4 separate regions of the Mus musculus genome follow, and all the other regions are linked to region 3. The links are chromatin contacts, called in public Hi-C and promoter capture Hi-C maps. All regions are on one chromosome and are shown on one strand. The core of a region is the stretch at or near the end of the contact, and the rest is flanking DNA. Distances in the headings are between cores, read along the strand shown. Region 1 overlaps Grin2a (glutamate receptor, ionotropic, NMDA2A (epsilon 1)). Region 2 holds the start of Atf7ip2 (activating transcription factor 7 interacting protein 2). Region 3 holds the start of Grin2a (glutamate receptor, ionotropic, NMDA2A (epsilon 1)). Region 4 overlaps Grin2a (glutamate receptor, ionotropic, NMDA2A (epsilon 1)).

Region 1 (7,263 bases), core at 813-3,312, 140 kb before region 3:
CTTGGTTGGTTGCTTGGTTTAACTTAGGTTGGGTTGGGTTTGCATCCATTCTATGGCTCAGGCAGATCTTCAACTTGTGACCCCTCCCTCAGCCTACGAAGAAGCAGGGATGACAACCCTGTGCCACTAAACCCAGTACAGAATTTTTTCCCAAGTAGATGATTTTTAATCTAAATGTTGCCTAAATTTTTAAAGCTCCATTTATTTTTTCTTAAATTTTAAATTTGTTCTTCTCTCATACAATACACCCTGACTAAAGCCTCCCTTCCCTCCTCTCTTCCCCGTTCCCCTTTTCACACACGCCCTGCCCTAGATCTACTGCTCTACTGTTTCCCTTCAGAAAAGAGCAGGCCTCCCATGGATGTCTATCAAACATGGCATAACAAGATGCAATAAGACTAGGCATGAACTCTCATATCAAAGTTGGACACAGTAACCCAGTAGAAGGAAAAACAAAAAAAGAGAAGACAAACTACCTTCTATTCCCTAGTCCCACTATCAGGAGTTCCACAAGAACACCAAGCTATATAACCATAACACATATGCAAATGACCTTGTGTAAACCATGCAGATTCCAAGATTTGTGCTTCAGTCTCTGTGAGCCCCTATAAGTCCTGCTTAGTTACTTCTGTGGGACAAATTCTCCTTGTGTCCTTCACCCCACTGGCTCCTACAATTCTTCATCCTCCTCTTCCATTGGGTTCCAACCCCCTACCACATCAAGAGCCGTGCCTTTCAGAAAACCAGATAGGCGAGTTCAGCATTTTTAGCAAAGGACATGGCTTTGCAAAACAAGCAATGTGCATAGTATCTCAACTCTGTCACTGAGCATGAAAACGAGATCATCTTTATGTGTTCTATAAGTGAATGGGTATGACTATTGCAGTGGTTTGAATAGGATTGGCCCAAAGAGTGGCACTATTAGGAGGTGTGGCCTTGTTAGAGTAGGTGTGGCCTTGTTGGAGGAAGTGTGTCACTGTGGGATGGGCTTTGAAAGCCTCCCATGAGCCAGTCTTCTCCTAGCAGACTTCAGATGAAGATGTAGAACTCTCAGCTCCTCCTGCACCATGCCTGCCTGGACACTGCTATGTTCCTACCTCGGTGAAAATGGACTGAACCTCTGAACCTGTAAGCCCCAATTAAATGTTGTCTTTTATAAGAGTTGCCTTGGTCATGGTGTCTGTTCACAGCAGTAAAACACTAAGACAACTATGTTCCAATAAATCTTTATTTATAAAAGCAAACAATGGGCCAGTTTCACCAGAGGATCATCTTGGGCCATTCCTGTGTCACTGTTGCTTGTGTTATTTGAGTGGGAAAAGAAACATGGATGCTACCTCTCCCTGATGGTCCCCAAAATGTGCTAGTAGGGATCTCAACTATTGCAACCCAACTTTCTCCTCTCCAAAGCTGGAGCAGGCCATAAGCCCCACTCATAGGCTGCAAAGTCTGTGGAAAACCAGAAGAAGAATCTTCCTAAGAACAGTGCCTCCCCAGCCCAGTCACATGTTTCCCCCATGGCTGCACTCATGTAAATGCAAATGAAAAACAGCACCTTCGAAAGAGAACAGAAATGGTGAATAAAACATTGCACGGAGGCTCCTGACACCGCACTTAGGAGTTAATGCCCCAACAGTTATTTTGGGGGATCCGGCATATGTTTCTCCTCATCTGCAATTAAAGCGTCCCCTGCCTTATTCATGCAGGAGCTGCAGAATGCAGCCAATTAAAGCAGGGACTCAATGGAAGCCACAGCATCCTGGAGGCTTGTAGCAGGCATGGGACAGGAGCCTGGACTAAGGGCAGGTCGCACTGCCACGGACAGGAAGCGATTGTTTTTTTCAGAGACTCTCCAAGTCATCTTCGTGTTCTTGGGAAGATCTGTTTTTAAAATCATTAAATGTTATACAATGACATTTCTTTCATCACTCAATGTTGCTGTCAGTTCTGGCAGAAAATGTAATAGACACATGCTCAGTTCCCCTCCTCCTCTGTGCCAGACGCGATGCAACTGCTTTGGCAGCATCCATACAACCTAGGTACCACCTCCTCCTGATTCAGCCATGTGCTCAGGCCTTTGCCACTGCTGTGCTGAGGGGGAGTCCTCACCACATAGAGAAGGAGGTGTATCGCTATGCCCATAATTTGGTACCTAGAAATCCACATATCCCAGGAAGGTCTACACAAGGACCAAGCATTTGCCTGACAAGAAAGTTTTTCTTGTTGGTATATTCTGTTTGTATTAGGTCTTGTTATTTTGTGCTTTTATACTGAAGAATTAGAAAAAGGAGTCTCTTGAGCTGAGAATCTAGCCCAGCAGCAGAGTGCCTGACTAGCTTGAGGCATGAAGTGCAATTCCCAGCACTGAAAGTAAGTAAGTAAATAAATAAATAACAATGAAATAGGTGCGACTCCCCTTCCTTTCTTTTCTTTCTTTACTTTTGTTCCTGTATTTGTTTGAGACAGAGTCTCACATAGTCCAAGATACCTTCAAATCATTTAAATACTTCATCCTCCTGCCTCTACCTCCTGTGTGCTGGGATGACAAGTATGTACCACCATGCTATTTTATGCAGTGCTGAGATTACAGGTATGTACCACCATGCTATTGTGTGCAGTGCTTGGATTACAGGTATGTACCACCATGCTATTGTGTGCAGTGCTTGGTTTACAGGTATGCACCACCATGCTATTGTATGCAGTGCTGGGAGTCACTGCCCAGTGATTCAGGAATGCTAAGGAAGAATGCTGTCCACCCTCAGCTCCTTTCTCTTCACTTTTGTCCACCCTATACTCTGCTTCCTTGCTCAGTCTTTCCTTTCTAGCTGTGAGGCATTAACACATGCACACACCCACACACAGATGCACACACCAATACACACATGCACACACACATATACACATGCACAAGCCCACACTCATACACACATCCATGCACATATGTACACATACAACATGCACATACCCACACAAATGTACACACTTACACACACACATGCACACATACACATGAACACTCACACACACACATGCACATACCCATACACACATTCACACACACATGTACACATACAATATGCACACACCCTCATAAATGCACACACCTATACACACATGCACACATTTACATGCACATGCACACACCCACACACACATGCACACAACGGACACACTTGCACTCACTGCATGCTCAAACATAAAATAATAATTGATAATAAAATAATAATAATGGGAAGCCAGGAAGGGACCAGAATTTGAGAGAGTGTTGTGGGAAGGCCAAGGGTTAGAACAAAGGAACATGGGGGCTGGCTCAGTGGCTCAGTGGCAAGAATGCTTGCTGCACATCCAGAAGACCCAAGTTCAGTTTCCAGCACCCAGGACAGCTCTCAACCACCTACAACTCCAGCTCCAGGGACTCCAGCCACCCTTTCTGCCTATACACACATGCAACACATACAAACACGCCTAAAAAATAAAATAAATCTTAAAAAATAAAGAAAGGAGAAACATGAATTTCCCCCACCCTATACATGTCCTTTCCCACTACTCCATGGTCTTTTGAGCTCTCTGTCGACTTTTGAATAGAGAAGGAACCTTCAATGCTCCTTCCCACCTGCCTGCTACTCCTCTCTCCATCCCTAGACACACTGACTTCCTGGCTGTTTCCAAAAACCTGCCTCTGCACCCAGCTGTGCAGTACCTGACATGCCTCAGAACCCCCTTGCAGCTATCCACATAGCTGTCTGCTCCCTTCAACACTGCAGCCCTAGAGCCTTCCCTACACTCATCCATCAGCTCACTTCTCTTGATGATGTCAGCCTTGCTTCCCTCCAGGCACTATCACCTGGCAGGCATGTAGCCCCTCACTTGCTGGTATCTCTGTTGTCTGTGTCCCTCCAAGATAGTATCCGGAGCCTTGCCATCAGCCACTGTGTTCCCTGTGCCCAGCCTGTTCCCTGTGTAGACAGGTAATGATCACTTGTCTCTGCAAAATGATACTCAGCTCCCACCCAGCATCTATAATCTCTTGCTTGCTCTCTTTCTCTCCGGCTGACCTCCCATTTGGACTCCGGTGAGTGCTTCTGAGCATGTAATCAGATACTCAGCTGACCAATCCTGGATTAAAAGTCTTCACAGTTTCTGGATGCTCTTTGGTATATGGCTCAGTCAGTAAGCACTTGCAAGCATGAGGGCCTGAGTTCTACCACCAGCACCCACAAAAATATTCCGAGTGCAGTACACATGCTTGTAACCTCAGTGCTAGGGAGACAGGCCAATTGGCAGCTAGACTAACTGATGAGCTCCAGGTCAAATGTCTGTGCACGAGAGCACACACACACACACACACACACGCACAACACACACACACACACACACACACACACACACAAACACACACACATACGGGACTACAAGATTGTATGGTAGAAGTTTTAAGGACATGGAAAGGAAAAAATGAGAAGATCATCAGACTAGGAATAAAGTCTCTCATGCTTTCTCTAATGTGGAATCAAGAACTATATATGTATATTATGAAATAAAAGTAAAGAAGGCATATTTAAGTGGAAGGGGGAGCAAGGAGATGGGATGAAGGAGGGTAGTTGGGTGAATCTAAGCAAAGCACAATGCTATGCACATATAAAATGTAGTGAACCCCATTATTTTGCTTACTAATTACAAAAAAATTAATAATGGAACAAGAAAACCTGGCTGTGGAGATTGCTCAGATGGTACCATGCTTGTCTTGCACATACTAGAACCCAAGTTCAAATCCCCAACTCTACCTACATAAAGCCAGGTGCAGTGGCAGGTGCCTGTAACCTCAGCTGTAGGAAGGAGAGGACAAGAGGATCCCTGGGGCGCACTGGCCAGCCAATCTTGCTGAATTAGCAAGCTCATGGTTCCATCAGAGACCCTGTCCCAAAACAATAAGATGCAGAAGGATAGAGGAAGACACCAGTCATGCACCTCCAGCCTCTACATGCATACACACTCATACCTACACATACAAACACATACATGTGCACATGTCACACCCAAAAACACAAGAAAAAAATACTCAAATAAAGAATCCAAGGAAGCCGGGTGTGGTGGCACATGCCTTTAATCCCAGCATTCAGGAGGCAGAGGCAGGCAGATTTCTGAGTTTGAGGCCAGCCTGATCTACAAAGTGAGTTCCAGGACAACCAGGGCTATACAGAGAAACCCTGTCTCAAAAAAGCAAAACAAAACAAAACAAAAAACAAAAAACAAAAACAAAAACAAAAACAAAAAACAAAAAACAAACAAACAAAGAAAAGAACCCAAGGACCCTGATCTCCAAATAAGGGGCTGTGGCTTTACTGGGTTAATGACAACTGTACTCTAAAGATGCAGGGGCCCTCATGACAAATGATGACAGTAGATTGTGACTATTGACACACTATACAAACAATGACAGTCTGAACGTTCTACTCCATACATTCATACAACTGTCATCTCATCACAGGACTCTGACACACTTCAGCAAAACTTGGATCCAAATCTTACCTTTACTGAGTTTTTTTAAAGACTTTTCTACTATGAAAAGTCAGAATGTAGTTGGATCTTCTAACAAAACCACCAGCCCGAGAACTTCCTGGGTACCCTGCAAAGTTTAATCTAAATTAACATGTTCCTTCCTCATAATTAGCCTCATCATCCCCATTTCACAGATGAGGAGACTGAGGTATGACAGACTGAGAAAGAGGATGTTCCATCATAGAAGAGGGACTGGAAAGATTATAAGAGCTGGAGGTGGGGAAGATTGCCAGCAAATGGTGTCATCTGGACATTATACTGCCATTGCACTCATGAATTCATGGCAACTGTCATGGATGGTAGCACAAGACCTGCACAAGGTCAAGCCAGTCAACTCTCTGGCATGGTGAGGGAAGGGCTTCATGAGATCCACACCTACTTGAGGAATATCGGTGATTGGTGATCACTGAAGGCAAGTGTCATTTTCCTTGCATGGTGTGGCCTGTGGTAGGCTGCCCTTCTGTCAAAGACGGCCCTACCCCTATGCCCAGAAAGACAGCACTAGCTGGCCTCAGGGGGTTATCTGGGAAGTGAGCAGAAGGATGTGTGGAGGATTAGGGAGAAGTGGAAGGGAAGAGCAGGGTTGAATATGATCTAGTGAGTTGTATTTGTGTTTAATGTTGTCAGGATTGATTTTAAGAAGAAGGCATTCCAATAGCTGCACAACTAGAAAGGGTGGTTCAGGGTGTAACCCAAGCACACCAGAGGCAGGCCATTCACACTCTGAGCCATCAAGCAACAGTGAGGAAATCAGCAAATGCTGAAGGCAGAAAAGGAAGCACAGGTGAGTTTCATCATCTGTCCTCCCCTCGGAGGAAGGAGAAGCTCTGCACAGGCTCTGTGAGAAGAGCAGTTTCCAGTGGCCTGGACCCTTAGGACGTTCCTAGTTCATCACCATGCAAGGCCTCCCACAGCACTCCTGGACAAGATTTCACCTTTATCAAAGAACAATTCTCTGGTTTCTTATTTGTGGAGACCACCACCTGCCACTTCAACCAAGAGCCAAGTTTTCATTTACCAAATGAAGTCTTATGTCATAGATGTCTGCTGAGAACAATGTAAGGTGCTTTTTTTTTCAGACAGTTCTAAGTTCATTCACTCACTCATTTATTTCATTCATTCATTCTGCCATTATTATTCCATTGAGTATTATAGAGCCCTAACTATTCTATGGCCCTGTGCTGTGCATTCAGGGCACCAAGATGAACCCAGGAGACAGAGGAACTTAGATCCTGGTGGGGAAAACAGACATCATGACATTTAAGTCCATCCAGAAGGAAGAGATGCATGCTATGATGGATAAAAGCTGGGAGATAGAATGAACGTGAGAAGGGAAAGGTGGGCAGTTCTCCAGAAAGCTATGCCTTTGAACAAGCTTTATACCCCTTCAAGCCTCAGTTTCCAAATCTGCAAAAGGGACAGGAATCTACTCTGTACTTGAAATACTCAGACATTGAGCCACACTGCTGCTGAGCCTAGGTGCCAGACAAGCGAGTGTGAACACGCCTATGTGGTCCAGATGTAGGAACAGTGGTGTAACCCCATGTATTCTATCAAAGCACAGCCACTGCTGTCCCCCATTCTGTCCCCATTCCCTCTAGACATAGCCTCCTGGGCATGAACCACAGCATGGCATTAGTGCTTTTCTGGCTCAGCAACCCTCTGTGGGTAATGCAGATGAAAACACTCTCATCTCCTGCCTCT
Region 2 (6,925 bases), core at 3,200-5,699, 200 kb after region 3:
TAAACCACCGTACTTTATTCATGTTATATCATTTAACGTGTAATTCATTATAGACTGTAAGCCAGTAACATATGTTAGAAATTGTTCTTAGGTCCTCTGGAAAAGCAATAGAACTTTTACTAGGAATCAGTTATATAGGGAATATTGGAAACAGCTTCTTTTGAGTCTTCTTTGAAGGTCTGTTCAGCTAGTCTCTGAGGAACCCTCAACTTTTAGTGTTTATTTTGGCAGGGAGGGACCTTGTAAATCTAGTCAGTTTCAGGGACTTCCTGAAACTATTTTGATTTGCTCAACTTCTCTTTGATAAGCTTCTGAACAGAATGGAATGTTTCAGGCTTGGAAGAAACTGTTACATAACCACAGGGCAGCAGGCCTTAAGGGCATATACTTTGACAAGAGGACATTATTAAGCACCAGGCTTCACCAAATCTGACTCAGCCTAGGAGCCTGTCTCCTGCAGCTTTCTGACTTGCAGCCTTATGACTTTTTCATATATTGGTTGATTGTTTCTCCCAGTCAATCTCTTACCTGTTTCACAGAACAAACTGAGCTAACATAGCCACATCCCCATTATACCCTGAAGACTGACTTAGGGAAGTCTTGGGATCTCTTTGTCCCTCTTTCCACTGTGGTCATATTAAATACTTCTTTTTCTGCTTTTCTATATGTATTTGGCTCCCTTAGTTGTCTTATTGAGGATGAATAGCAAATTCGGTGTGTAGCACACACACACACACACACACACACACACACACACACACACACACACACACACAATGATCCTTAAGTCCTAGAGAACAAGACCATGTTTTTAAAAAAAAATTTTTATAAATGTGTGAATGTCCCTCCATGATTTATTTTTATCAAATGCATGCAAGTTTCCTTAGAAGCCAGAGGGTTTTGGATCCCCTGGAATTGGAATTATAGGCAGTTGTGAACTGCCTGATGTGGAGTGCTGGGAACTGAATTCTCTGCATTAGGACAAGTGTTCTAAACAGCTGGACCATCTCTTCTGCCCACAGGACCACTCAACATAGAAAACTTTAAGCGGCTAGTACCCAACAATTTGGTAATAAGGATTGTCTTAGGGTTTTACTGCAGTGAACAGACACAATGACCAATGCAAGTCTTATAAAGGACAACATTTAATTAGGGCTGGTTTACAAGCTCAGAGGTTCAGCCCATTATCATCAAGACAGGAGTATGGCAGCATCCAGGCAGGCCTGGTACAGGCAGAGCTGAGAGTTCTACATCTTCATCTGAAGGCTTTCAGGCAGCTAGAAGGAGGGTCTTAAAGCCCACACCCACAGTGACACACCTACTACAACAGGGCCACACCTTCTAATAGTGCCACTCTCTGGGCCAAGTATATACAACCCATCACATTCCAATCCCTGGCCCCCATAGACTTGTCTAAATATATGAGTCTATGGGGGCCATATCTAAACATAGCATAATGCAAAATACATTTAGTCCAACTTCAAAGGTCCCCATAGTCTATAGCAGTCTCAACAATGTTAAAAGTCCAAAATTCAATGTCTCTTCTGAGATGCATCTGATCACTTAACTGTAATCCCCAAAGCAAAACAGGAAACAAGCTAGGCAAACTTCAAACTCTGCATCTCCATGTCTGATGTCAAGGAGGTCTTCAGATCTCCGACTCCTTTTTCATTTTTGTTGACTGCAACAAACATCTTTCTCCTGGGCTGGTTCCACTCCCTGTTAGCAGATTTCCTCAGCAGATAGTCCATGGATCTGACATCTCTAACATCTTGGGGTGTCCAATGTTACAGCTTCTTGTTTCAATGTCTGGAATCCACACATGATCTTCTGGGCTTATCCAAAGGGCTGGGGTCATATCTCCAGCTCTGCCCTCATGGTACTGGCATCTCTAATACACTTGGGTCTTCTACTGCAACTTGGCTTCACCAATACCTCTCATAGTCTTTCTTCATAGTGCCAAGCCTCAAATCCTTTGCATGGCTTCTTCAGTTCTGGACCATCAACTGCAACTGAGACTGCACTTTCACCAACAGCCTTCCCTGGCCTCTCACAAAGACTCATATGCTCTTCATGACCCCTTCATGCCTTCAAAACCAGTACCACTTGGGTGACTTACTCATTACCAAGTACAGCTGCAGCATCTTGGCCATCTCTGGAACACAGCTTCTTTTTGTTCTCAGAAGACATTTCCCAGAAGATTTCACCTCAGTGATACTAGTCTCTTCTTAATTGCCATTAATTTCTTAGTTCCAGCTAACCAGCATCAGTTGCTCCAGTAGTCCCTTCTATTCTGGACTCTGAAATCCAGAACCAAGTGGCCAAAGCTGCCAAGTTCTGCTGCTTGCTGGGGTCATGCCCCCCCCCCCCAAATCCCTTCTTCTATTACATTATCACCAGCTTTCTGTTTTCCAACTCCTTCACTGCCTAAGTTTGGCTGTCCTGGAACTTACTCTGTAGACTGACTTTGAACTCAGAGATCTGCATGCCTATCTCCTAAACACTGAGATTAAAGGTATGGTCCACCAAACCTAGACTTAAGCTTTTCTTTACCTAGAACTTGCTGTGTTCTAGGCTAACCTTGAACTCAGAGATATGCTTGATTTGTTTCCTGGGATTAAAGGCTTGTACTACCGTGCCTGGACCTAAATTTAGCTGGGTGGGACTTGTTCCAAGACCACTACTCCTTAATTCAATTTAATATCCTTGAACAAAGGATTCAGCTCCATTTACTTCCTGGTGCCCCTTTAATACCATATATTTTATATTTTGCCTTTCTAAGCTTGCTACACTTGTTCAAAATATTCTTCATGAGACCTAACCAGAAAACAAAGTCTCTGCTGGGCTTTCTTGAAATTTCCTTTATCAGTATAATAAATCATTTTACCCTAACCTCAGCTAGACTCTTCATACAAGGGTAAAAAGCAGCCACATTCTTCACCAAAATACCACAAAAACAGTCTTTAGGCCACATATTGAAATTCTCCACTGAACCCTCTTGGGCCAGGTCTTCACAGTTCAAATCAATCTCAGCAACAAAGTCTTCCATATTCCTACTAGGATAGGCCATTAAGCCCAGCTTAAAGCATTCCACTGCTTTCCAAATCTAAAGTACCCAAATCCACATTCTTCCAAACAAAAGCATGGTCCAGCCTATCACAACAATACCTCAGTCCCTGGCACCACCTTCTGTTTTAGGGTTTTAGTGCTGTGAACAGACACCATGACCAAGTCAAGTCTTATAAAGGACAACATTTAATTGGGGCTAGTGTACAGGTTCAGAGGTTCAGTCCATTATCATCAAGGCAGGAACATGTCAGCATCCAAGCAGGCATGAGCTAAGAGTTCTACATCTTCCTCTGAAGGCTGCTAGCAGAATATTGGCTTCTAGACAGCTAGAAGGAGGGTCTTAAAGACCATACCCACTCCAACAGGGCCACACCTTTTCATAGTGGCCCTCCCCTGGCTGAGCATATACAAGTCATCACAAGGCTACATTTTACTATAATGTTATTTTTATTCATTTATTTTTATGTTTTGTTTTGTTTTGTTTTTGTTTTTGTTTTTGTTTTTGTTTTTGAGACAGTGTTTCTCTGTGTAGCCCTGGCTGTCCTGGAACTCACTCTGTAGACCAGGCTGGCCTCGAACTTAGAAATCTGCCTGCCTCTGCCTCCCAAGTGCTGGGATTAAAGGTGTGCACCACCACTACCCGGCTTCATTTATTTTTAGATTGGTGGGCCTAATGTTCACCTAGGCTGGCCTTAAACCCACCCAGATCAGCCATTCCCTGCATCCTGCTTGCTGAGATTGAAGTGGACCATAGCATGCAAATAACGGACTTTCCCATATTGCCCTGTGTGTAAAAGAAGACTGTGACAACCGGCAAGTTGATTCCTCTAGCACCTCAGCAATTCAGCTTTGCCAGTCAAGAACATTTTGCAAACAGCTCCCATTTGGCCGTGAGACTCTCTGTCTCCAGAGCACATCTGGTTATAGTGATGAGAAACACTGTTCTTCATGGTTCCTCAGTCCCTTCTCTGAACTGAGCTATGGAAATAAAGGCTCCACAGAAGTCAGTGAAGGCTCCCTGAAGCGGCAGAGTTTGGAGTCCACTGTGGTATCTGGAATTCACTGGCCAATCGCCATCCCGGTTCCAGGTCAACCGAATTGTCACAGTTGGAATCTACAATCCTTTTCCTCGGGGGCTTGTTTCTGTGGAGAAGGTTTCATTAGTAGTAACTTCCCAAACACCATCAAAATCTTCGTGCCACGCCTCCCTCGCGCTGGCTGAGCTGAGCGCCTGGCCTGAAACTCAGGGCCAGGCGACTGAGGCCGGCCTTCAGTCAGTTTACTTTTCCCTGAGCCGCGCCGCTCCCCGCCCACTGCCACTGTGATTGGCTGGGCTCTCTGACCTTCGCTCTGTCATTGGCTGGCACGAGGCCCGGGGGCAGAGGGAGGGAGATTTAGTCTAGCTCCAGCCCAACCGCGGGTCATTTTGTCTGGGGTCTCGGCTCTGGCTGAGGCCGGCGGAAGACGGCTGAGGACGGCTGAGGAGCGACGCCGCTCCAGGTACGTTGCGGCCGGCCGACGGGCGGGCGACGGCTCCGAGACGGAGGCCGTTGGCGGAGCCTACGGCCGGCTTCATGGCGGCGCTCGGCCCTCGGAGGCCGGATAAAGTGTGCACCCAGGTTCCTGGCCGGACTTGGGAGTTACCTGGCCCCGTGGAGCCGGAGTAGCGGGGGAGGTGGGGAGCCGGAAGCGTCAGGGGGGCGCCGCCTGAGGCAGAACGACCCGGTGGGGTGGGGAACTGGCATTTGCTGTTTGCGGCGCGCTCTTCCAGGTACCGCAGGTGAACCGATGAGGTGCAGCCCATTCCCAGTGTCTGTACATCAGGTACAGTGATGGATGGGGTCGTTTTACTCTGGGAAAAAGAAAAATGCAGCTTGCCATTTGGGATTGTGTTAGGCAGACAGACAGCAGAGGGAGAGAAGCAAGTTTGGACGGATTTGCTAATAAAGACCAGCATCGGGAGCTCGCTGGGCGGTGGTATGGAGTACCTGAGGAAAGACACCCCACCCCGTCAAGCCCGAATAAGTCAAATTTTGTGGAACTTACATTCACCACCCGCAGGGCTGCCCCTGGCAGAAAAGCAGCAGGACCCGCAATTTGCTTTAACATTTGAAGGCAAAGAGGAACTCATAAAGGCAGCTGACCGGGAGCAAGCAAGCCTTGTTTACAGAAGCAGACAGACAGCAGTCATTGACACATAGTATAGAAATTTATGGCTGCTCTCTTAGCTCTTACTCTGGCCCCCTTACCCCCCTCTCTCCATCTTCCTTTCCGCCACTCTCCATGTGGCCATGGCCAGCCTCTACTTCCCTAAACTCTCCCTCTCTGCCTGCCTTTCTACAATAAATGTCTAAAAACAACAACAACAACAACAAAAATTTATGGCTGGTCTACATGACCACTAAAGTTTTTCTTAATGCGTTCACTAGGGGTTGTAATTGTAGTTCAGTAGCCCAGTACAATAGGTCATAGTGAATTGATGCTGAACTCCTTTCAGGTAGAGGTTGATTTTTTATGGTGCCTAAAAACAGAAAAAAAAATAGCAATAGCAATTTCTTATTCTCATCTTTTTCCAAATTTGTCAAACAAACTAAATGATATGTCTCAACAAAGGAAACAACAATGGTCTCTCTGCTTAAAAAAAAACCTGACTTCCATCAGGCACGATTTAAATCCCAGCACTTCGAAAGCAGAGGCAATCAATCAAACGTGAAATGCCATGAGATGAAAGATTAATTGCATGCAGTGAATTTTAAGTCTTGTGACGGTTGCCTTTTATCTTTGTTTATCCCTCAATATTTTTAGAAAAGATGAATCTAACGTTAAGTTAGTCTCCCTAACTTAGTATGGATCTAGATAGCTATATTCTAAGATTAGCTCTTACCTCAGCAGAAATATGTAAGCAGTACATTTTAAAAATATATCTAACAACTAATGCAATTTAGGTAACTCTTGGATATTTTGGCTTACTTTATTGACCTTGTACTTGATGTTAGTCTTCAATTTCATTATATTTCCTTGCTACTTAATGTTTTGAATTTTGGTAAAGTTAATAGTTCCTTCATCACTGCATGCATTATTCTGTAGTTCTCTGATATATACACAATAATAAAAGTATTGTGTTTTTGTGGACATGTATATGTCCCTGTTCATGTGTGGAGGTCAAAGTACAACTTTTGGGATTTGTTGCTTCAGAATCTAGGAATCAGGCTTGCATAGCAAGGTCTTTTACCTTCAGAGCTATCTTACTTTCTGAGAATTAAACCAGGACTTATCCTATAACACACATAGCAGTAGAATTGGATAGTTTTTTTTTTTTTCTCATCTTTAGAAGTATAGGTAAATCATTCTGTACTTATGCAGTATCTAAAGAGAAAACCATGAGTTAAAAGGAGCTAAGGGTTGTAGATCCAGCTACTCAGGAGGGTAAATCAGTAGGATCATAATTGAAAGGTCTACCTGAACACTACAGAGTTTGTTTAAGGTCAACTTGGGCATCATTGTCTCAACATAGTAAAAGCTGAGAATATAGCTTAGTGGTAGAGTAATGCCTAGCATAAATGAGGCTGTGTAGTCAATCCTCACTACACAAACACTCCCACCAAATGAGGGGGTGGAGGTGGGGAGGAGATGATCAGATACGATTTTAAGTTTTGACTGTGAGTAAAGGTGTAAGTGAGGTTTGTGGTTCTAAATCTAGTCACCAGCTGAATAGAGCACTCACTTCTAAATGTAATTTCCATTAATAAACCTCTGAGGCAGTACTGTGTTTAATATTGTTGTGAAAAAGCTTGACAGCCATGGTAAAAGTTGCTGAGGACTGTTCTAGTACTCCATTCCTTTTTGCTCTAATCAT
Region 3 (6,969 bases), core at 757-3,256:
CGGGTGTTGTTGCACCCCGGGGGAAGTTGGGGCAAACTCCAGCCTTGGCTTTTTAGGGTGAGCAAGGTGGAGTGCAGGGCCGCAGCGCCACCTGGTGCTCCTCCAACGCCTCGCCATTGGGCTCTCCCTCTCCAGTTTTCTCTCCCTCGCTCTTTTCCCCCCATCTCCCTACTGAACCCTCTCCTCTCTCTTCACCGGTTGAGCCTATATCCTCCCAGGCCCGGGAAGTCCGTATCACCAACTAGGACGTACCTGTAGCCGGAGAAGGTGGAGGATGCAATGGGGCGTGCTGCGCGCACGAGCATCTCGGCCGCCTCAGCAGCCACCAGGTTTAGCGGGTTCCCGCATGCTGCGGCCCCTGCGTGCTCCCCTGGCTGTCCCGCGCTGTCCGCATCACCCCCACGGGGGGCGGCTATCCCAGCCGGAGGCTCTGCAGCAGGGCTCTAACCGGGGCGGAGGAGAGATGGAGAGGCAGGGTCAGCCCACCAGTGCTAAGGGAAGGTGGGGGGAGGGATGCAGTCTGCAGTGCTCACAGCCCCCTTATGCACCCTGGGGGCTCGACCAGAGAGGGAGCTGGAGCTTGGTGCCTATGACACCCTCGGTGCGGGTCTTCACTTCCTGTGGCTGATAACCAGAGCTCCTTTCAGGGACGCACCGGAGAGTGGAAGCCCCAGGTTGGCCACCCACGAGAAGCTTAGTGGGAACCTCCACCCTCACCCCCTACCACCACCTCGGCGCCCGGCTACTGGGAGTTGTGCGACCAGGAGCTGCTGAGCCTGGGGTGGGGGGTGGGGGGCAGGAAAGGAGGGGGCGCTGGCTGAGTTTGCTATGAGCCGGGAGGAGAAGAGGGGGAGGGAAGGACGCGGGCTCCCGCGGTCCCGGATCCCCGAGGGAGGTGTGATCACTCCCACGTAGCGACCCTCTTGTGCGTCCTGCCGCCCCCTCCTATCCATACCTTCCCCCCACCAGCTTCTCACAGGGCCCTCCCAGGCTCGGCGTCCCGCGCCAGCACTCACCGCAGCCTCTCTCCACATAGTTCTCAGCAGTGGCCACCCCTGGTCATCTCCAGGGCTGATTGCTGCCGCCGCGACTCTCAGAGCTCATCCGGCCCCATGCTCAGGCACAGCACCCCAGGAGCCTCTCTCCTAGAGCCCTGGCTCAGCTTTATGCTCCACTCCGGACAGCGGCTGCCAGGTCCTCTGAGCGCGCCTGGACACCCTCTCCGCAGTCCTGCTCCTGCTTGGCGTGCGTGAGTGTGTGAGTGTGTGTGTGTGAGTGAGTGTGGGAGCGCGCGCGCGCGTGTGGCCGGGGATCCCCGCGGTCCCTGGCGGAGAAGGGCGCAGGCAGAGGACCGCAGCTCCCTCCTGGCCCTTTCGCTGAAGGGCCAGCTCCGAGCTGGGCGTTCGGTTCCTCACTTGGTCAGCGGGAGCCCAGGAAAGAGCCTGGCCACCGCGGTTCACAACACTGGAGAAGCCAGGATCCTAGGGCACGCTTCTGCTGCGGTCGCCTAGGAGGATAGAGGAAAGCAGAGGCGCCCACCACAGCAACTTAGGACTTGTTCTCAGCCAGCGAGACGCAACGCAGCAACCCCCGCGCAATCCGACGTTGTTTGGAGCTCTGGTCCGCCTGCAGCCGCCCACCCCGGAGGCGGGCCAAGGCAGACCCCGCAGTCCCTAGGCGGCGACGCGGAGCGCGGCCACCCTCTTCTGGAGCGCACGGCGGCAGCGGAACAAGGCCGACCTAGGTGTCTGGCTGGTGACGGGGGGAGCTTGCGGTGGCGCGCAACCTTGGTGCTGAAACCACGCTCTCCGCCCGCTCCCGGGCGTCTGGTGCTGCTGAAGAATCAATTATTCAGATCTCTGCTACGGATTCCTCCTCCTCCAGTGCCTGGCGCTGGGTGCAGCAATCTCTGTTCCACGCAAGGCACGCCGACACGCACACACCCGCCCAGGATGCTTCTCTCAATGCCTCACCACCCTGATATGGGAACCCACTCTGATGTCAGAGAGCCGGGAGCTTAAAATCAGAAACATATATACTCTCTCCAAGCACAGACACGCGTGCGCGCGCGCATACACACACATACACACACAGACGCGCACCCACAGACACACATACACACTTGCTGCTTCCTTCTCTAAGTTGTTCGAGACAAAACGTAACCCTGTGGTTGCCTCTTCTAAGTCACCAGAACGGATAAGCCAAGAGCCTGGGGCTAACTGGCTGTGAAAACTGACTGGCTCCAATTCTAGCAGCTGGGCATGAGGCTCCTTGTTAGATGTCTACATTTGACCTTTGTACGGTCAGTCACTTGAATCCCAACACCTGTCTCTGCCTTTCTTCCCTTCCCTTGATGCCTCATGTCACCTGGATGTTTATGCTCCAAATGCATATGTTAAAATCCTAAGTATTAAGAGTACTGGCCTCCACAGTGATTAAGTCATAAGAATAGAATTGCATCCGGATCTTTATTTAAAAAAAAAAAAAAAAATCTCAGAGAGCTAGCCAGCTAGCCGGCTAGCCAGCTCCTAGCCCAGCCAGAAGCTGCCCCTAACAAACACAGAGCCTACTTCACCTTGTTCAGAGAACCAACTGTAAGAAACTTCTTGGACTCCTATACTGAGTAGTAGCTTTTGTTATTGCAGGTCTGCCAAACTCAGGAGTCACCCTCCTCCTTTAATGACTGATAATCTGAAAAAGCAGGCGAGCAACAGCAGTAAAAATAAATAAATAAATAAATAAATAAATAAATAAATAAATGCCATTTCTCAGGGTTATTTTGCAATAAAAAGACAATGGTCAAAGATTTAACAAAACCTGACACGTAGTAGGTACCCAAGAAAAAATGAGAGCCCTCTAAAGTAACTCATCCAGGGGGGATCGATATGGCTACAGAAAGGAGCCCCTGGTCCTGGAGACCCGTGGGTTTATTGTGGAGCTGATGTTGTGTGTGGAATACCCTGGGGTTTTACACAAAAGAAAACAAGGAAGCAGACAGAATCTGGACGGTAAAGGAAAAGGGGATGGGGGTGGGCAATGTGATACAACAGAGGCAGAAACTGGAGCAATGGTCCATTTACTGGGGCTGTGAATGGGCTGGACTGAGCCGGGCTAAGCTGGGCCTCTCTCTTGCATGGATATCATGCAAGACTCTGACCTGAGAACTTGAGAATGTTACACTGCCTTAGCTCAGATAAATGCACACCTGCAGCCCCAGCTACTAAGGAGGCTGTGCAGCCTAGGCAGAGCAAGCCCCATCTTTAAAAGCTATCTAGAGAACAAGCAAAGGCCTGAAACATAAATCATAAAGAATGAACACAGTGGGAAAACCAGGCCTAGTGGTGTGGCCAATGTGGCGACCGGGGTGGGGAAATCAAGTGCAGGGTACCCACGGGCAGCAGAGTGAGTTCAAGGCCAGCATGGGCAATTTATTGAGACCTTGCCTCAGAGTGAAAAGTGAAACCAAGGCTAAAGAGGGGGCTCCAGTGGCAGAAACTGTAATCTTGACTTCAAATGCCACATAGTAGCTGTGTTCCTTCTGTTGGCTGCACACAAATGCAACTCAGTGGTCACTGCATTGTTCACTGGCTTGTTCTCTAATGACAATGGATGGCTCAGAGTCTCACCCTTCTCTCTTCAAGTGCCTGGAGAAAAAACAAAAGCCTTTTTTATTCTCTTCTCTTCTTTTCTTTTCTTTCTTTCTTTTCTTTTTTTTCTTTCTTTTTCTTTCCTTCTTTCTTTCTTTCTTTCTTTTTGTACTTTTAAAAAGATTTATTTATGGGAAGAGAGTGTCACATGCCATGCCATGTGGAGGTCACAGGGCAATTTTCAGAAATCATTTGCTCCTTGCACCTTGCCGAGGCGGGGTCTGTCTTGTACTGTGCTGCTGTGTATCTTAGTCTGGCTGTCAGCTAAGCTTCCAGGGGCTACTTTTGTGTCTGCCTCCCATCTCACAGGAAAAGTGTTAATATTCCAGGTTCATACCACCATATCTGCCTTTTTACATTGGTTCCAAGGACAGAACTTGAGTTGTTAGGCTTGTGCGGTTGTGTGGTTAGTAATTTTTCCCATGGGACCATGTCTTTGGTCCCTGTTTATTTGCAATTACTGGATTGCTAGCTTTCTGTACAAATAAACACATTGGTGCCCAGTCTTCTCTAATAAACAGATGTGAGCTGTAGACTGTGGGGCTTTTAAATTTAGCATGCTGGGCTAGAGAGATGGCTCAGCCTCTTCTAGAAGACAGGGGTTCAGTTCCTGGCACCCATGGAAGGCAGCTCTCAATCACATTTAATGACAACTCCAGAGGGTCTAATGCCCTCTTCTGGCCTTCATGGGCATTGCACTCAGGAACACAAACCCACAACCAATATACACAAAATTTAAAGTAAAAATTTAAAATAAAAAAAACTTTAAAAAATATTCATGCTTACCTTATTCTATCAGAACACCAGATGTGGGGCCACAAACACATATTTTTGTTTTTGTTTTATTTTATTTAGGTTTTTTGGGTTTGAGTTTGGTTTTTGAGATGAAGTCTCTCTGGGCGTTGGTGGCGCACGCCTTTAATCCCAGCACTTGGGAGGCAGAGGCAGACGAATTTCTGGGTTTGAGGCCAACCTGGTCTACAGAGTGAGTTCCAGGACAGCCAGGGCTACACAGAGAAACCCTGCTCAAAAAAAAAAGAAGAAAAAGAAAAAGAAAAAGAAAAAGAAAAAGAAAAAGAAGAAAGGAAGGAAGGAAGGAAGGAAGGAAGGAAGGAAGGAAGGAAGGAAGGAAGAGAAAGAGATGAAGCCTCATGTATCTCAAGCTGGCCTAGAACTCACAGATATAATTGAGGATGCCCTTGAACTTATGGCCCTCCTATTCACACCTCTCAAGTGTTCAGATTACAAGTGCATGTGCCACCACATCTGGTTTATGTAAGGCTAGGGCTTAAACATGGGGTTCTGTGATGCTGGGTAAGCATTCGACCGATTGAGCTCCACTTCAACCATACTTTTATTTAATTTGATTGTTGTGGCCATGCAATCTTTACAGATGTAATGGAACCCAGGACATTATTGTAACACATGTTATTTCATAAGCTGATCAAATTAACTAACTAGAATTCTCCTCTCCCTAGCACTTCTCCATGTTTGGAACCTCCAGGCTCCTGTCTTTGGTGTCTGCATGAAGTGTGTAGCAGGTTACTCTGAACTACAGTAGCCCCTCCACTTTATAGCTCCAGAACATAGTTTTCTACCCAAGCGTGTCTGGGTTCCCATTTACCTGCTTTACCTTCTATCTTTCCCACCTCCTAACTACTCATGACAAATTTTTGCCTCTATGTATGGTAAAGAACATGCAGTCATTGTCTTCTGTGTCTGGCTTATTTGATATAATGTAATGTCCTCCAGTCCCCTCCATTTGGCTACAAATGACCAAATCTTATCCTTCTTTGTGGACAAATACTGCTCTGCTGTTTATCTGTGCCACAGTCTCTTTTCGGCCACTGGTGGACATCTGGGTTGATTCCACATCTTAGCAGTTGTGAACAGAGGTTGAAGAAATTGGAGTTACATCTGGGATGACCCTGATGCTATCCTCACATGTTCCTCTCTCATCATCAGTGCTGAGCCTAGAACTGAGTTTTATTTGTTAAAAACTAAAGGGCTGGTGTCTAACTTGTAAAAGATTGAATTGAATACATGCTGTCCCTTGTAAATAAAGGAAGATGACAATTATCCAAAGAAACAGCCTGTGTCTAAAGCCACAAAAGCTGACATTTCCTGGAGTCAGGCATCTCACTGGTGCAAGAGATGCCTTGGGTCAGGCACTGAAACTCCTCCACACACACTTGACACGGTTATGGGCTCATGAGGACCTGACCCTGTGCTACACTACAAAGCTAGCTCACTCCAAGCTTAAGGAGGCAAGTCAGATTCTGATGGAAGGAAGGCTGCCTTCACAGGAGCCATCCTCACCAAGGCTGGGAACAATGAAGAGGGGAGGGGATGGGAGGGGAGGGGAGGGGAGGGGAGAGGAGAGGAGAGGAGGGGAGGGGAGGGGAGGGGGGAGGGGAGGGGAGGGGAGGGGAGGGGAGGGGAGGGGAGGGGAGGGGAGGAGAGGAGAGGAGAGGAGAGGAGAGGAGAGGAGAGGAGAGGAGAGGAGTCAAAAAGGGCATGATGGACACTTTCATGTCAACTTGACACAAGCTAGAGTTGACAGAGAGGGGGAGATCTCAACTGAGAAAAAGTCTGGCTGTGGGCCAGCCTGTAGGGCATTTTCTTAACTAGTGATTGATGGGGAAGGGCCAAGCCCATTGTGGGCGGTGCCATCCCTGGGTTGGTGGTCCTAGGTTCTATAAGGAAGCCGGCTGAGCAAGCCATGAGGAGCACGTCAGTAAGCAGCAGTCTCCCTGGCCTCTGCATCAGTTCCTGCCTCCAGGATCCTGCCCTGTGTGAGTTTCTGTCCTGACTTCCTTCGATGACGAACTGTGATATGAAATCATAAGCCAAATAAGCCCTTCCTCTGAGTTTGTTTTTGGTTGTTTCATCACAACAATAGCAATGCTAACTAAGACAATGGGCGAAGAACGAGGCCACATTCAGAAAGCAGAAAGGAAAGGGAGAGACCTAGATCAGTACCACTCTTCAGCCAGTTGTCCCAACTGAGTTTACTGTAATTCACATCGTTAAAGCCACTGAATTACCTAGTCTGGGCTTAGGAACAAGTTGTTTTAACTGTTTTCAATCCTATTCATTTATCTTCTAACACCTCTCCCCCCAAAAACGACCCTCCCATTGCTGTTTTCAGCTGATTAAAGGCCATTGTTAAAGATCAGACATCTCATCTTGTCTATGAGGCAGAGCTAAAGTTAGCCAGGTATGGAATATATTTCTTTTTATGTCTCTACTTACAAGAGAAATTGATACTGGATTACAGCACTTGGAAATGAAGAGCACTGTTGATCTACCCTGCTTGGTG
Region 4 (7,191 bases), core at 325-2,824, 180 kb before region 3:
TGTTCTCTTCTAATGTGTGTCTGAGTCCTCCAACTTCAGTAGAAGGCCCTGCCTCATCAATCAGATGCTTTCCCATTGTGGCGAAAGTGGGCAATACGTCTACTCAGTCACATTGTTTTCAGCACTGTTTACTGCAGCCAAAATGAGGGGCCAGCTGAGGAACCCATGCACAGAAACGTGAAGGAAGAACAAGTGTGCGCTCTACACACACCCATAAAGACCAAACTAAACCACTGTCAGGAATAGAACTGAAAAGCATTATGTTAAGAAATGAAATGTAGGCCCAATGGAAATAAGCACTGCATGTTTTCTCCTGCACGTGGACCCTTGGTATCACACCCACCCACATGCACACACACACACACACACACACACACACGCACAAGAAAAAAAGAAGCCTGACTGCAGAGTGATGACCAGGGACAGGAAGGGACAAGGAAGAGAGGGCACAGTTAAAACATGTGACATAACAAACATGCCACAGTGTCATTTTGTAAAATAAATATCCACTAATCAAGTTTAAACATGTGTCTGAGCCCAGACACAAAGCTTTAATTGACTTTTCTTTCATGTCTAATTGTGGGTCTCCACACCCTCTGCAAAAGGACAAACCTGAGAACATTATGCTGAATGGAAGAAGCCAGGTACATTTCTATGATATGATTCTGTAACATGATACCATTTGAGTAAAATATCCCAAGTGGGCAAATCCAAAAAGACAAACACAGGTTGTCAGTATTCAGGGATGGGATGAAATGGGACACCATTCTTGGTAGATATGTTTCCACTGCAGAGACAGAATATTCTAGAACTTGATAATATACATGTCAGGTAATATAATAGAACTAGATAATATAAATGTCAGTACAAAATAAATATGCTTTGTGCTGCTGAAATACACTCTTTTAAATGATAAACTTAGTGTCTTATGCTGTGGATTTCTTACCAAAATTATTTTTAAAAAATGAGGGTTGGGGAGATGGTTCAGAGTATTGAGCATTTGCTGTGCAAGCACAGGGTCCTGAGTCCAAATCCCAGCATCTGTACAAGATGTCAGGGGTGACCATGCATGTGCCTGCAACCCCAGTGCTGTGGGAAGGGGATGCAGGGGGATTGCCGTGGCTTACTGGTCACCAGCCTGGTACAGCTTCAGAGACAGACCCTGTTTCAAGAGAGTATGGTGTTGATAGAGCAGCACACACATATCCCTCCTCTGGCCTTCATGCGTGTACAGGTACATCCATGCACACTCGAGTGTGTACCATTCACGTATATACTGCACACACACCAAAAATAAACAAATCCACTAGATCACATTCAATGCTCTGTGTGCCATAGTAGAGATTGGCAAATTGCCCCACAAAATCTTACTTAAAATGCTTCCTACTCATCTTTCTTACCCTATTCCAGCAGAAGCCTCCCACCCTTCCTTGCCCTTTCCCTCTTCCTCAACACTTTATCTCTTTCTCCAGAGAGTGGAAACACTGCTCTCTCTGGATACTTCTGACACGTTCATCAGTCTTGGCTCCTTGTCCCTCCCTGAGGAGATTCTCAGCTGATGTGTCATATCCAATTACATGCATGGCTTTCTCTTTCCGGCTGGTCATGGATGACTTCCCGGGTGGCTAGCTAAAGCATACATGTGTGATGGTGCCAGGATCAGAGGTCAATAAGCATACTTAAAAGCATTTTCTGTTTAAGTAGATCTGAACCAACAGAGCAGACCATGTTAAATTAGAACTTCCCATCCAAAGGGGAGTTTAGGAGTGATTTATATGATTAAGTCCATTGGTGAGTGTCCTGTGCAAGAGCTGAAGGAATCTGAGGGCAAGGCCTTAATGTCAGTTATCATAGAAGGACCAGTACACCTGGAAGATGAAGAGGAGAAAAAAGGAACATGAAGAGAAAAAGATAAGGCTTGAAAACTACAAAATTATGAGAGACATCATGGAGAAAAGGGTTGAAAAGGAGGTTCTATCAAATTGATTGGTGGCATCCCTGTGCTGTATGGGTGGACAAGCACATATGGGTGGACAACAGACATGGAGAGAATAATGAAGTACAAACCCTTAGAGACAACCCAATGACAAGTGACACTTGGAGATAAACCCTGGCCACTTCATTACTGAAACCTTAAGGCAAAAGGCAGAAGTTAACAAGAGTGATGGGTACATGAAGGATCAGGTCACCTTGAGTATGAGCTGCCTCTCATCTTCTGCCTTCAGGCTGGAAGATCCCCAAATACATGCTAACCTGATGATCAAGCTTGGTCTAGTGAAGATCCCCAGACACATGCTAACAGGACCTACAGGATGATCAAGCTTGGACTTGATATTGATGAGTGAGCCTACTGTGAATGATACCAGTGCTGCTGTAACTGAAGAAAGACCAGCCCTGGATGGAGATAATGGCACATCACCCATAGAGGTAGACTAACCTTCAGCAGAAAAACCATGTACATGTTCGATGCTTATCTTCCTCTTTCTGGTAATGTATTTCCCAGGATTTTTGTTTATTTTTTCTAACATTTAAAACATCTTTATGGCATGAGAACTACAGAGAAGCTGATGTTTCTGCTGCAGTACTGTGATACCATAGGCTTGGTTTGTTTCAGGTACTGTGACACCATAGGCTTGGTTTGTTTCAGGTACTGTGACACCATAGGCTTGGTTTGTTTCAGGTACTGTGACACCATAGGCTTGGTTTGATTCAGGTACTGTGATACCATAGGCTTGGTTTGTTTCAGGTACTGTGACACCATAGGCTTGATTCAGGTACTGTGATACCACAGGCTTGATCCAACAGGTTGGTAGAAGATTTGTCATAAGACATAAAGTAGCCTGTCATTAACTTTGTGATCTGAGGTGTTTTCTTTGCCACTGAAGTATGCTGAGATATGTCTTCATGTGTAAGTGGGGAAAACTGTTCAGATGGCTCAAGTTTCATCTTCTAGACTCTACTATTAAAATTTTCATCCCCTATGGTTAATTCTACACATGCTGGTCTTAGAAGTAGGAAGACAAGAAACAACTTGAGAGGCATTCCCCCATGTAGCTTGTTTGCCAAAATAATGTACTGGGAACAAAACCCTAAGTTTCTCTAGCAGAGTGCCCAAGCATAGTCTAATTTACAGGTAAATATAGATAAGGTTTTTTTTTAAAATTATTTTGTTAGAAGTGATGAACCACAGTTTCCATTATGTGGGTGTGCTACATCTCTCAAAACAGCACAAAAAAAAAATGCACAAAGTAGCTTCCTTGGCAACCGTTGGGTCAAAAACAATGTTTTTATGTCAGAGTGTCCAGCTATACTAGGGACAGAAAAGGGTGTCAACTGACTAAGTTCAACCCCTGCTTGACACATGATGTGTCATTGAGCACTCTCCAGACAGCCTGTGATGTCTGCACTGAAGAGGGAAGACTCAAGAGGACTAGAAAGATGGCTCATGGGTAAGAACCCTTGCCATGAAAGCCTAAGAACCTGGGGTCAGAGTCACCACCTACACAGAAAGCTGAGTGTGGATGTGACATCCCCTAAACTCATGATCCCTGAGACAGGAGTCTCACTTGGGCTTTCTGGCCATCAACCTACCCCAGTGTCAGTGAGAAAATCCAGCTCAATGTACTAGAGCAGAGAGTAATAGAACAGGCCAGTGGTGTCCCCCACATACATGTGAACACACACACAAATTTTTATTAGAATAATATTTTGGAGGAACCAAGCAATATATGCACAAAAACCATTCAGCATGGGCCATTATGGATCAGTCAGTATCCATGTATCCATTCACCTTTGTAACAAATTGCCAAAGACATAGTGGTTTAAAACACATTTATCTTACAGTTATGGAGGATGTAGGTTTCAGATGGGGTTCCCTGGTCTATAATCAAGATATCAGCAGAACTGTGTCCTTCTGGAAACTGCAGAAGAGAGTTCACTGCTTTGCCTATTCCAGTTTCTAGAGACTTCTCATATTTCTCATGACTCCCTCTATCACCATGACTCCAAACTTGGTTTTCTGTGGTCATGTTTTCTCTCTACCTCCTCCACCAAGCAAGGGCCTTTCGATTACATGGCACCCAACCCCAGGTAAGCCAAGATAACACATCCATCTGAAGACTCTTAATCGCAACTAGGAAACATATCAGGTTCCAGTTATTTGAATTCGTTTAGACCTTTGAGAGGTATCCCATCTACCCACACCAAAAGAGCCCTCCTGGGGAAAGTGTTCCTTCCTCTGCACCACGTTGACTGCCACAGGGAAAGCAGAATCTTTCCATGGAAAGCAGAAAAGAAAATTAAAGGCTATCGTATCTCAGCTGTCCAGAGTTAATGTAAAAGCCAATATCCCCCCTCTCTTAGAACCTAAGTTACTTAATACTTACAACTCTCCCTTTTCTACCATTTGAGCTACTTATTGGAAGAAGCACGGAGTTATGCCCTAAGCATTGTGTCCTTAAAGGAGTTAGGACCAGAAAATTAAAATCAAAGGAAAGTTACCTTGGATGATGTAGTCTACACAGAAGTCACTGATCTGGGAAGAGAGAGGCAAAGTCTCCTCTAAGTATCCTGACTCTTTAGTTATGGACAGCATCCCATGACTGCCTTTTTTCTGAGTGTCCCTTTCATTTTCTCCCTTCTCTACCCTCCTGTTCTCTAGGAAATAGGGACCTGCTGAGTTCCTTGACTTCTTCTTGGGTTTTTAGTTCTAGTCTTTGATGCAGGGGAAAGTGGGTGGTGTGTATTGGGAGGTGCTTCACATATGGATTGCAGACACTGCTACCTCCGAGCCTGCACCACAGTCTGTGGCTGTGACTCCTCCTTCCTGGGAGGATGGGTTCAGTTATCACATGCAAACAGCACAGCAAAAAGGTGCTGTGAGGAAAATCATACTCTAGGACCTCCTGTCTAGCCTGAGAGACAGTTGACTGAGGGAAGCTTCCATTCTCTCCTTGGCCTGTCTCCTCTCCAGACAAGATTGCTGAGATTGTGATGAGACAATCACAATCCTATGGGTCCCTCCCCATGCTGACCTCTTTATGAGTCTACCTGAAGAAAACTCATCTAAGCTAAGCATCAGAAAGCAGAAATGATGTATGTTTTCTTCCCAGAGAAATCTAGACTGGAGTTACAGTTTCACTATTGACTAACAGGCAGAAAGCATTCCAGCATTCAGATTGGGAGCATGACCACAGTGCCTGGCTCTGGATGTAGGCTCTGTAGACTGGAATCAACTCCTCATGCCTTCACAGCAAGAGAGAGGCTGTTCCTTGGGGCTCACTGACCAGCCAGCTTAACCTCACTGGTGAGTTCCAGGTTTGCTAGAGACCCTGTCTCATAGAACACAGACACACATGTGTACACACAAGAATATTATAAGAAGGTGCAGCTCTTTCCACTTTGCAATCACTGAGGTGCAAAAGTTGACTTGCAAGCCCTTTCAAGACATGAGACCCTGAGAACATAATGGAAATCAAGATTGGGAAGGATAGAAAAATCCAGATAGATGTTTGTTCATAGTTCTCCAACTAAGGAGTAGAAGAATCTAAGAGACTTAAAGGCTATTTCAGTCCTTAGAAATACTTCTGGCCAGAGAGAAAGATGCTTTCAGAAGGAATGAGAGTGAAGGAAGGCATCAAAAACTTCAGCCCTGAAGCTAGTGACCCACTTTAGATGTACAAAGGGACATTTCTGGACAAGGTGTGTGGGCAGATAAGGGAGGCAGTCACAGTAGGCTTCCTGAGGCAACATCCAATCTGCAGCTGCAGGGCTCTGTGAGAAAAGTTGAAGATTTCCATGCTGTGGAAATCAGAAATATGGAAACCATGGGAAGGTTGAAGACAGCTTAAGATAAACCTAGCATCAACACTCCATCCCAGGGCCCAGCAACTACTAGACTCTGATTGTATATAGTCAGAAGAGAATCAGTCACATGGTGTTTCCCGATCTCCCTATATGTCATTCTAGCCCAGAAATAATTTTCTTCTCCTGCAGAATCTCCCTATTCTAAAAGTTGTCAACACATTCAAATTGCGAGTCACATGTAAGTCAAAATAATAAAAATCATTCAACTGACATAACATAGTGAACTTTATAAGAAGAGCAATTTCCCTACATGAGGTCATGAACCTATTTATTTCATTTCAAAATTCATCAATATCTGTAAGTGGAATTAACTTGGTTTGCTCGTATACGTGAGGAAGGTACATGCAATTAGTTTGTGCAAATCTGTGCACCTGTGAGGAAAGAAGCCAGAGGAAGAATTAGTGTCCTTTATCCCTCTCTGTCTTATTGTCATGAGGCAGGGTCTATCACTACACTTGAAGTTCACCGTCTCTGGTTATCTGCCTAGCTGGTGAGCCCTTGCAATTCACCTCTCTCAGCTCTTCAAGGTTGAGCTTTCAGGCATGTGAGGCCACATGCAGGCATGGCCAGCTTTTAAAAGGTGGCTGCTGGGGGTTTAACACAGGTCCTCCTGCTTACGCAACAAGCACTCTATCCACTGAGCAATCTCTTGCCTCATTCAATGCAATAAACATTTAAACATTAACCACTGTAAAAGCATAACAAATCTCCATCATGTGTGCCACAGCTGATCATTAAGGACATTAGGGGTCACATTAGCTTCTTAGGCATGTTTCAGAGGAAAGAGATTATAAAGAATGCGTTGTAAAATTAGAACTATGTCTTGTTGAGGCCTCCATATGTCTTTCTATATGGAGAACATGATCCTTCATCCATTTTTTTTTTGAGAGAGCCAGCCAGATGGAGGGCAGAAACAGAAATCTGAGACTGTGGTTCCAATGGGGGAGGCACGGAGACAAGAAGGAAGTGAAGGGAAGAGACAGTATTGAAGATGGTAATTACCACAGAGGTGTCAGAGGAGAAATCCACACAGGAAAATGCAGAAGTCTCAAGGAACTATTAAAGGACCATGTTGGTAAACTCAGAACACAAATCTATATACCTGCTAAAGTAAAAAAGAAAGCATGGACAGAGATGATCACGGAGAGGTTTGCACTAGTCTAGCTATGGAAGACCAGAAAACTCAAGAATGCAGTGGGAGTATACCAAGTTGATCTGAGTTCTTGGACAAGGCTGAAATTGTACATGCTCCCACTTCTGGTTGCCTTGGCAATGAGACTCCCACTGTATCCCAGTGACAGGAGAATGAGTAACCCCCATGTAAAT

What was found. Promoter capture Hi-C pulls out the DNA fragments that hold promoters and counts their contacts. A called contact is a pair of places that touch in the nucleus more often than the background predicts.
Region 1: a promoter capture Hi-C map of hippocampal neurons shows a contact between it and region 3, with 3 times the contacts expected there. The contact joins the enhancer-like site here to the promoter of Grin2a in region 3. A contact is called at or near these places in 4 of 39 promoter capture datasets (cranial neural crest, embryonic stem cells, hippocampal neurons and 1 more), 13 of 484 Hi-C or Micro-C datasets (cortical neurons, embryonic stem cells, myocytes and 1 more), 1 of 115 datasets of contacts at active chromatin or transcription factors (embryonic stem cells) and 2 of 9 other capture datasets (adipose tissue and embryonic stem cells).
Region 2: a promoter capture Hi-C map of hippocampal neurons shows a contact between it and region 3, with 5 times the contacts expected there. The contact joins the promoter of Atf7ip2 here to the promoter of Grin2a in region 3. A contact is called at or near these places in 3 of 39 promoter capture datasets (embryonic stem cells, hippocampal neurons and stem cell-derived epiblast-like cells) and 1 of 9 other capture datasets (liver).
Region 4: a Hi-C map of cerebellum shows a contact between it and region 3, with 3 times the contacts expected there. The contact joins the enhancer-like site here to the promoter of Grin2a in region 3. A contact is called at or near these places in 1 of 39 promoter capture datasets (embryonic stem cells), 4 of 484 Hi-C or Micro-C datasets (cerebellum, cerebral cortex, cortical neurons and 1 more) and 2 of 9 other capture datasets (adipose tissue and embryonic stem cells).

What each region holds. Positions count from the first base shown.
Region 1 is chr16:9,849,764-9,857,026 of GRCm38.p6, forward strand. The region is part of intron 3 of Grin2a (glutamate receptor, ionotropic, NMDA2A (epsilon 1)); the gene reads right to left. Among named protein-coding and RNA genes, the nearest start is that of Grin2a, 140 kb to the right of the region's middle. Within about 2 kb of position 2,063, at least 15 of the 459 cell types and tissues checked have an H3K27ac peak or open chromatin away from gene starts, as enhancers often do. A contact at or near this core is called in cortical neurons, hippocampal neurons and ventral hippocampal neurons, where this site is marked.
Region 2 is chr16:10,188,457-10,195,381 of GRCm38.p6, forward strand. Atf7ip2 (activating transcription factor 7 interacting protein 2) reads left to right here and starts at 4,450. Exons shown (of 11, transcript NM_153123.2): 1 at 4,450-4,569.
Region 3 is chr16:9,993,807-10,000,775 of GRCm38.p6, forward strand. It overlaps Grin2a (glutamate receptor, ionotropic, NMDA2A (epsilon 1)), which reads right to left and starts at 2,007. Exons shown (of 14, transcript NM_008170.4): 1 at 1,017-2,007; 2 at 253-443. Gm30668 (a long non-coding RNA gene) reads right to left here. Exons shown (of 3, transcript XR_384651.2): 3 at 3,403-3,644.
Region 4 is chr16:9,818,142-9,825,332 of GRCm38.p6, forward strand. The region is part of intron 3 of Grin2a (glutamate receptor, ionotropic, NMDA2A (epsilon 1)); the gene reads right to left. It also overlaps the pseudogene Gm19143. Among named protein-coding and RNA genes, the nearest start is that of Grin2a, 170 kb to the right of the region's middle. Within about 2 kb of position 1,575, at least 2 of the 459 cell types and tissues checked have an H3K27ac peak or open chromatin away from gene starts, as enhancers often do. A contact at or near this core is called in cerebellum, where this site is marked.